2 separate regions of the Hordeum vulgare genome follow, and region 2 is linked to region 1. Evidence: chromatin contacts called from public Hi-C data. All regions are on one chromosome and are shown on one strand. The core of a region is the stretch at or near the end of the contact, and the rest is flanking DNA. Distances in the headings are between cores, read along the strand shown. Region 1 holds the start of LOC123404348 (kinesin-like protein KIN-14D). Region 2 holds the start of LOC123403970 (cytosolic invertase 1).

What was found. A called contact is a pair of places that touch in the nucleus more often than the background predicts.
Region 2: a contact with region 1 is called in a Hi-C map of leaf, with 2.2 times the contacts expected there. The contact joins the promoter of LOC123403970 here to the promoter of LOC123404348 in region 1. A contact is called at or near these places in 2 of 6 Hi-C or Micro-C datasets (leaf and seedling) and 1 of 1 datasets of contacts at active chromatin or transcription factors (embryo).

The regions. Positions count from the first base shown.
Region 1 is chr6H:232,968,567-232,975,716 of MorexV3_pseudomolecules_assembly, reverse strand. LOC123404348 (kinesin-like protein KIN-14D) reads right to left here and starts at 2,332. Exons shown (of 17, transcript XM_045098268.1): 1 at 2,074-2,332; 2 at 1,739-1,995; 3 at 1,493-1,661; 4 at 1,190-1,317; 5 at 622-714; 6 at 1-300. The coding sequence starts at 2,110.
Region 2 is chr6H:233,669,716-233,677,235 of MorexV3_pseudomolecules_assembly, reverse strand. It overlaps LOC123403970 (cytosolic invertase 1), which reads right to left and starts at 4,779. Exons shown (of 4, transcript XM_045097873.1): 1 at 4,140-4,779; 2 at 3,582-4,013; 3 at 1,460-2,018; 4 at 287-914. The coding sequence starts at 4,532. The coding sequence ends at 619.

The DNA of each region.
Region 1 (7,150 bases), core at 1,083-3,582:
CAGTGTCACTATAGTATCATCCTTCTCCTTAAGTAACATGTATTTTTCATCATCCACTATTTGTTGTGTTTCTTCCACCTTGCCCTTTTTCAAGTCGACCATATTGTCCTTTTCCTTCAATAACCTAACCATATCTTCCTTCTCCTTCAGCAACCTAACCATATCTTCCTTCTCCTTCAGCAACCTAACCATATCTTCCTTCTCCTTCATCAATCTAGCCACCTCTTCTTGGCATTTCATCAGCCTAGCGATATCTTTATCTGGTAGTTGTCCTTTGTCTTTGAGCTTATCTTTGTCCATCTGCATGACAAGAGTGGGCTTTCATAAAGAAACAGATCAACTTTCTTCATTGATGATAAAGCTATAGCCACTAAAGTACGTGAATTGTCATTGTTTAAAGAGTGGGCAAGAAAGTCAGTCAGCCTTGTTGTTACTTTAAGCTATATCAAATGTATAAATGGGGTTCTGTTGTTATTCTCGGTCCCACTATTTTACAATTTACTGGAGATGGGAAGAGCTCAAAACTTATTGAGAAGAAGCATGAAATTTACTTGCAATGCATAAAATTTCTGGTAAAAACAATTGGGAGATAGATGGCTCACAGAGGGTGCTAGAATTTACATGTGTTTGCCCGCTTTGCCCACCTGCTAGTGCTTCCAGCACTCTTATCCTTGACTGATACTTCTCTTCACGAGCTTTAATCAGGTTATTTTGCTACACACAAGAAAGAAATCACAATGGACTATTTGATACAAAAATAAACATGAACAAATATTTATCGTACATTTCTTATATGCCCGGCCTGAGAAGACATACGCCGTTCAATTTCAACTATGACCTTCCTCAGCAAGCAAGCAATGCGCTAGAATGAAATATTTCCATCCATTTACGCAAGGAAAGATGTTAACACATGTAGAAAAAATCTCCTAAATATGTAAAAAAAAAACTAACTATATTGCTCTTTTATTAGAAGCCTACGTAAGGTATTTGTCCATTCTTCTTGTCGATGCTCTCATCAACAATGCTGTTCACGACACCTAGAAGTGATTGAGTGGGTGCATTCTGCAAAATATGAACAAGTTGGCACCAGAAAATAACATAGGTTTTCTTTTTTAGTTTAAATAAATTTCCATGATAACTAATTGATTATTTATCCCGTTTCAAGTGTAGTATGTAGCATTGTACTTACATCCAAGCTAGAGGATTTCATCAAGTCTGAAATCTTACAACCAGGAAGATCAGCATATCCCCCTTGTTTCATCGGAAGTACCCCTGATGGAGAATACACATCGGCCCCTAATGAAGGGTTGGACGGTTCTGAATACAAAGATGACAAAAGATGTTTCAAGTGGCAATCAAGTTATTCCCAAGCTTATTAACTTGTGTGGTGAATACTATCACAAATTCTCAATATCAATGCAAATTGCCTAATGGAGAATACTATCGCAAATTCTCGATATCAGTGCAAGTAGAATAGCAGGAGAGTCCTGACCTGACATAATTGGACTGGTGAGCACCCTTTGCAGCTTGGCAACCATATACTTTCTGCTTCCCTCGCTATCGCTTCTGGTGAGGAAAGTAAGGTTCCGATCTTCGCAGATGCGTGCTCCAAACCGATCCTTGAGGGCAAGAATGCAGGTCACAACAGTTGTCATTTGACCCTGGATGGATGCATGAAATTTAATCAAGGATAAGAATAGAGAAGAATTAATAATAGGGATATGGCAAGCGAAGCAACCCTCTCGAGGTCAAAGGCGCTGAAGGTAGGCACGCCCATCCGCTCGACGGCAGCGCGGAACCTGCCGACATTGTCCGTGGAGGCGTCATCGAGTAAGGCGCCGGGGCAAATCTTCCTGAGGAGCGCGCAGAGAAGCCTTCCTCCGGAGAGCGCGGCGTGCAGGTCGTTGTCGGAGGCGTCGGACGGTGGCGGCAGAGGCACGTCCGGGAATATCACGCGAAGCCAACCGACAGCATCCGCCCGCCGCCTCGCCGTGGCTTAACATCCCAAGAATTAGTTAGTCAACCGATCGACCCCATAAGGACAGAGAAGAAAGAACCAACAAGGGTGTTCACCTAGGTCTGGCGTGTAATTGGGAGCGCAGAGGGACATGGAAAGCAAGGTGAAACGGTGCGCCAGAGACGGGCATGCGGTGGGTATAAGCCGGCTAGCATCAAGGGGGCACCGAGGAGAGGGAGGTGAGGACGGGAGGGAATGGAGCGCGCGAGATTCATGGAGGCGGTAGCCATGCGGGTCTCATGCTATTTTTAGGTGGCGGCGATGGAGAGAGGTGGAGGAAGATGGCTAGAGTGAGACTCAGGCTGTCAATGGGGCCATCCCCGTCCCAACGATAGCCTTTACATGCATGTCCCCGTTCCCATGCACTTCTGTGGGGATAAAAGGAAAATCCTATCCCCATCCCCGTCAGGTTTTTTATCCTCCTAGGCAACCCATACACGCAATCAACACCAACCTTCGATACCATTTCAATAGAAAAAATAGCAATCCAGCATAATAAACAATATCGTGTGGCTAGGTTAGGGATTTCTTAGGCTTTTTCATCAAAAGGGTGGGATGGGTGGAAATTTGGGTGGGCAAGGGCGGGAATTACCTCGGGTCTACTAATTTTAGGGCCCATGTGTAAGGCCTTCATGGTCGATCCCTGTGTGGTGCAATAGGTAAGGTATTTGACCTATCAGCTTACCTGTGGGCATTAAAGCTAACACATCCCCATTTCATGATAGAGTAATTACCCATAAGGATGCGGGTTACGGTTAAATATTGACGTCTTCAAGTGAGACACGCGATGGGAGGAAGAAGAAGACGACGACGAGTCTTTTAGCTTTGTTCGACTCGGTCAGGACCAGAACTAAAGACATGGCGCATTCTAGCCATGAGAGAGCCCATCAATCTCGTGGAGCATAGCCTTTTTGTGGCGGGAAAGGGTTGTGTATTAATTAACTTGGCTCAAGATAATCTTGTGCACATAGATTTACAACCCTTTCAGGACCAGATTATAACCAAACGACCGTCTTAATCTCAACTCTCTCAATCTAGGCTAATTCATGACTAACACGATTACTCTTTCTTTTGATAGCATGGATCTTAATATCCCTCTCCCCTCTCATCATAACTGAGATCTCTTAGGTAGTGGCAGTGTGTTGTGATCTGTCAATCTAGGGATTGGCTATCATCGAAGCAGATTTAGCACTATCTGTTGCGATGATGAATGGAAGTGAGCTTCATTCCAAGGCAAGAGCAATTCCCTTCTTGCACGCCTCGAGTTACCAAGTGAGAGCATCATCTTATGTGAAAAGATTGTTACACGAGTTGAAAATAATGCTACCGGAGTTGTCTCGGAGCACCATTCACGTGCCTCCATTGCTTGCATGTGCCATGTATGCACCATCCACGTTAAGTGTGAGCCACACAGCCTACCTAGGCTTAGGCACTCTCGAGCGCTCACCTAGAGACAGGAGTGTGTTGGTGCCTGGTATGTTGTTGTGGCCTCTAGCAGCCAGTGCATCACTGCTGCTGAATCCTGTCAACTCACCACAATTGTTGCTACCTATCACGTCGTGTGTGTTACTCCGTGCCTCCACCGCCCCATGGCTGGTGTTGCATGATGTTGTATGCAACGCCGTGTCTATTAGAACCATTTTACCTTTTTCTTAATCTCTCTGGGGTATTGTTAAATGCATTGTTTAGGAGTTCATCTAATTCGTCAATTAATGGGACAGTTAATTGCTACTCATAGGGTGACCAAATCACTCATTCACCGTGTTAACTTGTCAGTCCAATTAGTTGGTTGTTAGGCTAATTAATCATTGTTGGGCCATTAACTTATGGGCAAAATACCAAACAAATGCATGTAACACCTCCCATCCCCCTCTCGCTCCTTAATAGCCAGGGTTTGATCAAATAATAGCATTTTTGGGAATATTACATAGCTAAGAGCATGCCAGTATGATATAATAAGAAAAAAACTAGATATATGTTGGCAAGTTCCTATTTAATCTATCGATTAATGGTCGACTTATTAATTCGGTTAATAGGTTGATTCATTGTTTAATCGCTACTCTCAAGCCAGCCGAGCAGCTACCAATTACCGATTTCCTAAAAAATGGTTGAATGTAGGGAAGCGATGGCACGTACGTGTGCAAGAACCATCGAGAGGCTTTCATAGATGGGAGGGACTATCTCATGTGTGATCTTGTTGCGTGCGTGCGATGTGCGCCACTTGGTCATCAAGAGTGCCATGCAAGATGTGTTCAAGAGTGGTTGAAGCTCGTCGAAGAGCCATTCCGACCCTTTGTTACGCACCAACTTGATGTCCAGGAGCGTCCAGTCTTTAGCCACCACCCTCCAAAGCTCGACTGCACGAGGGCACCTACACATTGCGTGAAATCCAACCTCACATTCCAAACCACACACGTGCATAAGTTAGTGGTTTCCAAATGATGGGAAACCACGTTGCAGGAGAGTGTGTCACAAATAGCCAAGCAAAAAATCGTACCTTTAGGGGACATGGGACCCTATATTGTCCTTCATATTGCGCGCTGACCATGTGATGCCCTACTGGATGCACTCACGGATGGACACTCACGCTCGTCCATCGTGAAGCGGTACTCGGATCGAACTGTGAAGATGTTGTTCTTCTCGGGAGCCCAAGCAAGGATGTCGTCGGCGATGCATGGGAACATTTGTATGTTCCTTGTGATGTTGACATCAACATGATGAAAGTGTCCGTGCAGGAAGTCCATGCACCATGCACCACACTTGTCGAGTAGCTCGGCCACCCATCGGAGCCGACGGGTTCCTTGAGAGGAGATCAACTTGCCGGACAAAGCACCCAATAGCTATCTGTCACGCAGATGTGAATGCACTTGCCGTTCCCAATGTGCCACACTAGCCCCTTCTTGAGGAGCTCGAGCCCATACTGGATAGCCTGCCAAGTACACGAAGTGTTCCTAGAGAACATCGTGTCCTCGAGGCGTCCCTCTAGATAGTAACGAGCTTTGAGAATCTGCGCACAAAGACTATTGGATTTAGTTAAAAGGCACCACGCTTGGTGAGCCAGCAGTGCCTAGTTCAACAAAGGCTGATGGATACTATGATTCCCCCACAAGTCGGGATGAGACTCCGGACGAAAAATGAAAAATGGGGGAGGCAAAATGAGCCCACCACAAAAAAGGAAACAAAAGACGCGAAAAAAAGAGCCCACCATGAAAAAAACAAATAAATAAGTGAGAGAAAAAGAGATAAGGGACTTTTCTACTATCCTTTACGACACTTGTGACTCAAAGTGGCACCATGTTCTTCATATAGAAAGTCTCTTGTTTTGTCACTTCCATATGCTAGTGGAAATTTTTCATTATAGAACTTGGCTTGTATATTCCGATGGCGGGCTTCCTCAAATACCCGAGGTCTTCATGAGAAAGCAGGTTGGATGCACACTCACTTAGCTTCAGTTGAGATTTCATACACTTATAGCTCTAGCGCATCGATTGCATGGCAATCCCTACTCCTCGCATTGGTATCTGTTGGTGGGCATCTCCATAGCCCATTGATACGCCTAGTTGATGCGAAACTTTCTTCTCCACTTTTACCCCTTTGAAACCTACCACCATATTCTATTCCACCTTTATGCTATATCCATGGTTCACGCTTATGTATTGAGTGGGTAATAAAAAGCTAAAGCACGTTAAAAAGTATGGTCTGGTTGCTTGGTTTGGGGTGCTCATGATTTATATTTTATGCTAGGAAGACCAGGCATGACAGGTTATATGATTTTCTAGGTATAGTGTTCTTTAGCATTGTTATTTTGAAAGGACATAATTGTTTGGTAGTGAACCTAAGTATGGATGTTTTTTGTCAAATTATAGACTATTGCCTTTTATCATTTGTATCTTAATATTCATGCCATGATTAGACATTTGTTCAAGATTATGTTAGGTAGCATTCCACATCAAAAGTTATTGTGGGGGATACTACCCGGGGGTACCAAAGGCTAAGATTATTACTCTCCAAGACAATTAGGGGGCCGCGTGCACCCCGGTCCGACTGGTGACAGCTGGCCCATCCACACGACTGGCTGGAGGCAGTCGGTCCCCTCAAGACATACGTACGGCCGGCTGGCGGCAACCGGCCCTCCTCTCCAACGGTCGGATGCAGTATGGCCGACCCACTGGCCGGTAGCCAGCCGACCGGACTGCCCCGTCCCATCGAGTCGTACAGCAGTACGCCAACAAGACAACACCGCATGGCTACAGTACCCCTGGCACACGCTACGGGCATAGCAGATGATGATCCATCCAACGTGGCTACAGGGGGCCCTAAGCGGCCCCGATGCTTGCTAGACGGCGCGGCTCTGTAGCCCTCGTACCTCCCGCGCACGCGTCATGGCGACCCGGCGCATAAACCGCTGGCGATGCAGGTCGGCGGGCCCTACGATGAGACCCGGCAACCGGTGGGTCCCCCCAGGCCGGCTAGAGGCTGATGGCCGGGCCCCACCGGTGACCTTATCCTGAACACTGTATCACTCTGGTTGCACTATAAAGCCTCCCCCAGCCCCCCGAGAGAGGGGTTGGTTCCCTTCGCATTAGCACACACGTATACTACACCGATACAGCTCCAGGAGCACCATTGTATTGTGACCCGATATAGTCACACAGATAGGACGTAGGGGTATTACCTCACCGGAGGTCCCTGAACCTGGTAACACCGGCGTCATGTGTCTAGCGCCCAAGCCCGTTCCCAGACGCCGCCGGCGCCCATCGGCCCCAAATCATGAGATAAGCCACCCTATGGCATCTGTCCCGGAAATACCACGACAGTTGGCGCCCACCATGGGGCCGGCAACAACGCCGACCGGAGTGACGTTCCGGGTGGGACCCTACACTGCTTCTAGCGAGCGTGTGGCGCACGGCCTAGTCGTGCGCTACGGTGCATCCGACTGCGTCAACAACAACGCTCATCGCCTGGAGGACGCGGCCTTCCCAGTCGATGGCTCCATCATCTCGTTCGGCTCGCACCGCGTCTATGTTGTGGTGGTGGCGGAGCACTACCACACTGACAAAGCCAGCGATGATGTGCTACCGCCGGCAGGCGGCAGCAGTCTCTCCAGCGACGTCGACGACCTCTTCCCTCGTG
Region 2 (7,520 bases), core at 3,530-6,029, 700 kb before region 1:
CGGAACATCTCCAGCCCACCACCATTCTCGGCCTGGCCTCGGACCGTCTCCAACCCACCACATGAAAACGATTAGGGAAGCTGACGTTTGGTCTTATTACAGGAATATTTTTGCAACAAGACAAAGAGAAACGACTTGCAATATTTTTGTAGCAAGACAAGACAAAGAGAAACGACTCGCAACTCGGTCGCAGTATGCCTCCCTTTTATAAGTCTTAGAAGAACGGAACTGATATGCACTACCAGAATGGACCAATCTTTATTCGGTAGATAAACACTTCTTCTCATCATAGGAAGCTGGAACCAGCAGACTCGTCTATATAGTCAACCCAAACAACAAAGTTTTGAGTCAAGGATCCCGTTACTACAGGACGACCAAGCAAGAATCAATAGTATCTTCTTACAACGATGGATTGAAAAGAAAAGAAAAGAGAATACCCATTTCCACAATTGCTTCTTTTCCAACTCAATAAATGAGCTGAGATATTGTACAGCCGAGGAATTCAGAAGAAAATAAAATTTTCCGTTGGGAAAGTCAAAACAAGGGATGAGCAGAGAAATGCTACGCGAAGAATTCGTGTTTTCAATCCAGACGTTGCTCCCCTAAAGCTCTTGTGTATCAGTTTGTCCATGAGGCGGACCTTCTCAAAACTGGCTTCATTGCCTTGTCCTCTTCCAAGGCTATCATACCAAGATGTGAAGGATCCTCCAGCAACATCTTGGCGACCAAATACCCAGCAATAGACCAAGTCTGAAATTTCCTTGCCTGCTTGCCAACATATTTTCCAAGTTTACCATCGTAATACTCAGGCCAGCCATCCTTCAACAGCCTCCTCTCAGCTAGGTCAATTGCTCTTCTTGCAATTTGCGGCCGTCCAGTTTTGATGCTTGCTGCCGTGAGCAGCCAGAGAAGTACTGCAGGAAGAATGTTTGATGCATGAAAAAAGGAAGCCGTATGCAATGGCTGTTGCAGCTCAAATCAATGTCATGTTTCAGATTTCTACTAGAAATATGAGAAAACTAAAACAAACCAGAAAAATGGGGGACAAAAGGAGAGATTCATGCAGATCTTTCTCTTATCAACAGAAAAAGCGGCTCACTAAAAACATATGGAAGGTGTAAATCACAGTTCATCCTGTTGACATGCTTAGCATAAGTTTACCTTCCTCTACGTGCTAAAAGATAAACTTGTCGCGGTTACCATTTGATTTAATTTAAAATCTAAGGCGGTGCTAGGCATTATGGTGGATTATGGTAATCTCGTTTGAACAATCCGCTTTTGCCTATTTTAGTGTTTGTTTGGCCTTTTTATTGCCTATTTTAGTGGCTAATTTCCTACAATGGATTAAAAACTAAGAAAACAAACACTAAAATGACACATATATTACACATAATGAAAGCACGATAATTTTCACATATATTACATACAGAGAGATCCAAGTAACACAAAGTGCAATAACCTGGCCAAGATCCTCCATTGTGGTAACTCCATCTCGTATTTTTGGGGTCACATCCCGTCACGATACGCCATTCATGGTTCTCAATAGCAGGATAGCATATCTTCAGAGGCATCTCACCAATTAACTCTTCCCAGCGCTCCTCAATGAGATCCATTATGGCCATAGATTGCTCAGGTGTAGCAAGAGATGATACTATGGCAATCATGTTTCCAAGTGCAAACCAACGGAAGTCCATCCTTGCAGGACTGACATTACCAACAAAAAAACCACCCTCACAAGGCATGAAATCAAATAGCCAGTCCGGAATAGAATCTGGAATAACATTAAATTTGTTGACGGCTGTATGAGAATATTCTTCCGTCTTGTAACGATAAATATCATTTAGCTGCTGGAAATCCAGCCAAAAATAACTCCGCATGTGATAACTTAAAGCATGAAGACGAGTTGCAATCCGCTCCACAAAATCTTTCCCTTCAGCATCATGTTTAAGCATTAGAAGAGCACACCTTAGTGCCATGAAGAAAAGGGATTGAATTTCAATGGGGTAGCCATACACGCCCTACAAAAATAGGATTGGAGTTAGAATGAGGAAAAGAAGCACAAACAGAAACCATGATGGCATTTCACTTAACTAAATTGAATTCATAGCTCATAGAGGGCACATGTATACGCAAAAATGAGCAACATGCATCACCCAAGAAATGGTTATTGCAAAGTCACTACAAAAGTTGCTAACAAACAAATGGATGTTCTAATATTAGTCATATTCCTAATCTGCAATTCTACAGACTGAAAGGAATACTTGTGAATTTACACATCACAGAAGGATAGCTATGTGCATACCATGATGCAGGTGTTGGGGATATCCTCCTTTCGGAAAAACATATCACAGAAGGGGAATTGTTGCCGAATTCAACGATAGTGCAAGGTTGTTCACATGCAGCTGTAACAACAGGTTCAGGTGGACCAAATGAAGGAGGTAGTGGACTTGGGAAGCCCATATTGATGGGAGCATATTGAGCATCACAGCGTCGTGGATATAGTAGGTGTGTATCTAACTGGACCTCCTCAAATAAAACATGGGCATTCGGATTGCTTTTGGGCCAAGGATATTGCACTCTAGTATATCGGACATGAAAATTTGGAAGCACCATCATGGTACGAAAAACAGCACATCATCAAACTAAAACAATTAGATATTTGATGGAGAAAAATTGCCCAAAGGCACACAAATCCAAAAAAGAAATGAAATTTGCAAGTCCAATAAGTATGAAAAGGGGTATTGCATTTATTTATATGAAGATACATTATAAGTGAAACCACAACAAAGCTATGAGCACATTGTTGGTCATATATTATGTACTTGAACAAAGAACAACAAAAGCAAACAAGCCATTAAAACCTCACAAACTAAAGATAACAACGTTACAACAAAAGCAAACAAACCATTAAAACCTCACAAACTAAAGATGACAACGTTCCAGCAGTAAATGTAGAACTGAAATATATTGTTTTGGAGATATATCTAGAAAAGATTTAGCGTTAGTGTCAGACCTAGATGACTTCGACCATGATATTTGATCTTGAATTAGGATAATACTCCCTCCGTTCCATAATATTAGGTGTATAAATTTATATGAATAAATTTTACAGAACAACAGTATTTTTTCCTTACTTATAAAAATTATATCGCCAATTCAGCATTTATACAGACCTACCATTACCTTGGGCTAAGATGCCACAGTGCTACAACTTGTTTGTTTGATAGATATTCAATTATATAAAAATTATGGAAGTACTGACATTTGCTGAAACAGACATGAGACTTGTTTGAGCTTCTCTGAGACTAGATGAAAAGACATGTATTTGTTACATTTGATAGAACTTCCACTATATCACCCTTGTTTCAGCAAAGCACATCAGTTGTTTCATAATTCTGTAAGTTTAAAGAAATATCTACAGCAGTAATTCTATGAAATGTTAGCCCAAAAGAATGGTGTATGTATGTCAATAGAGTCACAGAAGTGGTGATTCATTGATTAAAAGAATAGGAAATTTGCAGTCCTGTGAAACGTACTCTTATTTGACTTGAACATATTGAAAGTGTCAGTCTATAACTTACCATCCTACGATCTATCATGCAGCAACCATCAGCACATAACAATGTCGGGAAGGTATCAAATCCCTCAGACAAGCACAGGCTCAGAATGAGCCTCATTGCCTTCTGGCATTCCGGCCTCTCTGCCAGAGTCAAATCCCCGGTGGACTTTGTGTAGGCCCGCAATAGTATGATCCACCAGAACCCCGAATCCACTGGTGCAACCCGCCCAATTGCGCTCTCACCAAAATCGGCGTGAAGGGTATCAACACCCTTCTTATCGTCATGAAGCACTTTAAAGCTTGCAGGCATGGCCCCCTCACCAAGCTTAAACCGATCAACCTTCTTCTCCCAACCCTGCAACAAAACGGTCTTGAGCAGGAAGTTCTTGACAATCTCCGGCTCGCCATTCATCAGAAACGCCATGGCGCTGGGCACGAAATCTCTCACAAACACCTGCAGCGAACCGCCCCCAAGTCACATAAGCATATGTCGATAACATGCTACTCCTTCATAAATTTAATTCAGACTTAAAATCTCGATTCATTATAACATTGAGAAAAAAATCGTTGCTTGTACTACCTGGTCATAGTTTAGGACTTCCTCGGATGCATGGTCGAAAGCGGCGATGGTACCAAGCGGCTGGCCGCGGAAAAAGACGAGGGAGCGGCGGAGGGCCTCCCAGGCGTCGCCTACTATGGGGTGGGGCTCGAAAGAGTGGAGCGCCGAGGAGGCCGGCGTGCCGACCAGAGAGCGTAGACCGCCGCCCGGGGAGTACATGCCGTCAAAGCCTCCGCCTCCCCTGGCGTGGCCACCGGAGTAGGAGACGTCGCTGAGCGAACGGTCGTCGAAGGAGCGCTGGCGCTCGACGTTGATCCGCGGCTTGTTGAGCAGGTGTGTGAGGTCGAAGTCATCGGACCCGGACAGCGAGTTGTGCGACGCGGACCGCCGCATCCCGGCCGCCCCCAGCTCCATGGCTCCCCTCCCTCCTCGCGAATCTGCGGCCGGCCTCCACCTACTCGCCCCAGCCAGATCTAAGCCCAAAACGGCGGCGAAGAGCGAGCTGAGAGATCTAGCTCGGGACGCTAGACAACGGCAGCGCGGACCCAGAAGCAGACACGGCAGCGCGAATCTCGAGGCGAGGGGGGTTCCGCAGAGGTAAATGGGAAAAAAAATGAGAAGTAGGCGGAGGGCCGCCTACTTATAGCCCAGCGGGGCCTGGGCGCCGACGGGGACACGCGCTATAAACCCGTGACCTTTTTGTCCATGTCGAGTGGGACCATCTCGCCCAAGGGGACCCGCGGTGCGTGATGGTGGGTGGATGATGTGAGAGATTTTGGGTTACCGGGTGCGGCCGGTGTGCAGCAGCACGTGGGGGGTTGGTGTGGTTGGGAATTGGGATGAGATGAGGACGAGGCGCTGACGTGGAACGCCGACCCCGGTTGAGTGCTGGGGGCGGTTGTTGGGTGCCCAAGGAAAGGTGAGCATCGTGGTGGCCGTCCGGAGATCGTCTGCCTGCCGATTTCCGGAAGCGGGGGCGGGGCTGGGCGGATCAGCGAAAATGCTAAACACACGGATCAATACGAGCTGATTATCGGATCTGTAGTAGTACGTACTTCCTCCGTTTCTAAATATAAGTCTTTTTAGAAACTTCACTAAAAAACTATATACGGATGTATATAGACATACTTTAGAGTGTAGATTCACTCATTTTGCTCCGTATGTAGTCATTTAGTGAAATCTCTTAAAAGACTTATATTTAGGAACGGAGGGAGTATATAATACTCATAGTGGCTGCCTAACGCCCGAAGTGGCGTCAGTAGTACAGGGGCAGCGTCGGGGCGCCAGCCACCAGCGATGTGGCCCCATGTGATGGTGAACGCGGCGGAGGCCGGCTAAGGCATGGCGCGGCATAGTAGTCGCCGCCCATTCCTCAAGGTCCGCGCATTAGCCGGAGCGAAGCAGGCGAGTGCACGGCGCCTCAGGCCGTCGACCACGCGATGACGGCTCGACTCCACCCGCGACCACCACTCCCGCCTCCGTCGCACGGAGACACGCAGAGTAGCGACTGCTGCCAATGGCGCGGCTGTGACAGCCCCAATGCACCACCTACCCCTTTTGGTAATACTAGCAAAAGGGCCCATGCGTTGCAACGGGAGAAAGAAATATCACACGGCACACATTCTTAATTTATAAAAAGTCTATAATTTAAGAATTTATAGTTACGATACAAATAAAGATGGTCTTATCCTACAAAAATGCAGTTCAAAATTTCATTGGTCTTCTATTTTAACACGGCTTGTATGTAGATTTAATATGTACAAAGAATCAGTCAAGTGACCTTCAGTTTCATCTCTAATCCTGATTTTGTTGACGTGTTCATCCCCAACCCGGATGATTACCGGAATGAAAGAAAGACGAATAATGACTTATTTATTAAGATTGCACCCTAGATAGTATTTTTATTAAACGTTTAACAGATAAAATAATATCATATTTAAATTCTACATATTTTTCTAATCAAACTACATGTATAATATGTTAAATTTAGAGTTACGGTTTAAAAGATATGAGTATTTAAAAAATATTTAATATATACTACGAGTTTAATGTCATAAACAATAAGGGTTTTTTTGTAAAATCAACTCGGTGGGTTTTCCGACGGAAGCGATAGCCTCTTTATTATTAGGTAAAGATTTCCTTGTACGACCCTTCCTGTGTTGGATTGGCATAGGAGTTCAAGTTTGGCTTCACCACTTGCGCATCATGGCATCATGTCATATGTGTTCTTTGTCTGTGTTGTTTGTTGCTCCTTGTTGTTGAAGTGTTAGTGTCATGTGAGTGTGGCATTGTTTTGATGGTGTGATGAGAGTGGGTGCAACAAGGGTTTCTTGTTGCACCATGGTCAAAAACCCCCTTCTCTCATCTCTTAATTTATTTTTGTGGCTGCTTTAAAGTTTCAGTTTTGGCCCCAATAAAAATGTTCGTTTTCTTTTAAAAATCCTTTTACTATTTGTGCTTGGCAACACTCTTCTTGGGTTTTATTTTTCCTTTGTTTTGATTTTAAAACAGAGCCTCATTTTATATAAAGGAACTTTATTTTATTCTTCAAAAGTTTCCATTTTACTTTTATAAATTGGTGCAGAATTTAGAAGCCCAATTGTATTTTTGTTTCCATCAAAACTATTTTTCCTTTTAGCCCCTGTGTATTGATAATTCGTTGTAATGTTTTATTTGGGGAAAGCCTTCACGCAGTGAGAGAGGGAGTACCAGGCCCAGTTGACGTGCAAACGGCCCAGGCCTGGTTGGCGACACCTTCTTCCTCCTCGTCTGCGACCCCTCTGGCCACCATAGATTGTTTCCTCCCTCGATTAGACGGCGCCGAGCGTGTGGTTCGAGATATTTAGCAGCCCGGGCCTCTCTAAAACCCTAACCCTCGTCGTTTCCCCCTCCTCGTCTCCCTCCTAGCGCTGTCGGGGCGAGTTCCCGAGCTCCACCGCGCCATGGTCGGCTCGGGCAAGAGTCCGATGCGTGCTAACCCGACTCCCTCTTCTTCCCCCTTCTGGACGAGGAGCTCGCGGGCGCCCATGGGGTTCCATTCCCGCGGGTAGCAAGCGCCAAGGACGACGGCCCCGACCTCCTCGGTGGATGGTGCTTCTTCCTCTCCGGCGAGCTCTCTACAGCAGGTCGTCGTCGCGCCGACGTGCCTCTCCACCCGCGAGCCCCTCTCTTTGCACCCTGGGTGAGCGCAACCCTGCTCCCCTCCGTTTTCCCCTCCGCTAGCGTCGTTGTTGCGCGTGGGCGCCGCCCTGCCGGAGTTGCACCGGCAGGTTGTGCTGTTTGTCGCAACCCTGCTTGCATGCATCCATATAGGATTAGGTTCAGAGCCTGTTGTGTAGTGCTGCGAGGGGCTGTAGCACGTAGCCGTGGATGTGCGTCGTTTGTGCACGTGCAGGTGTGTGT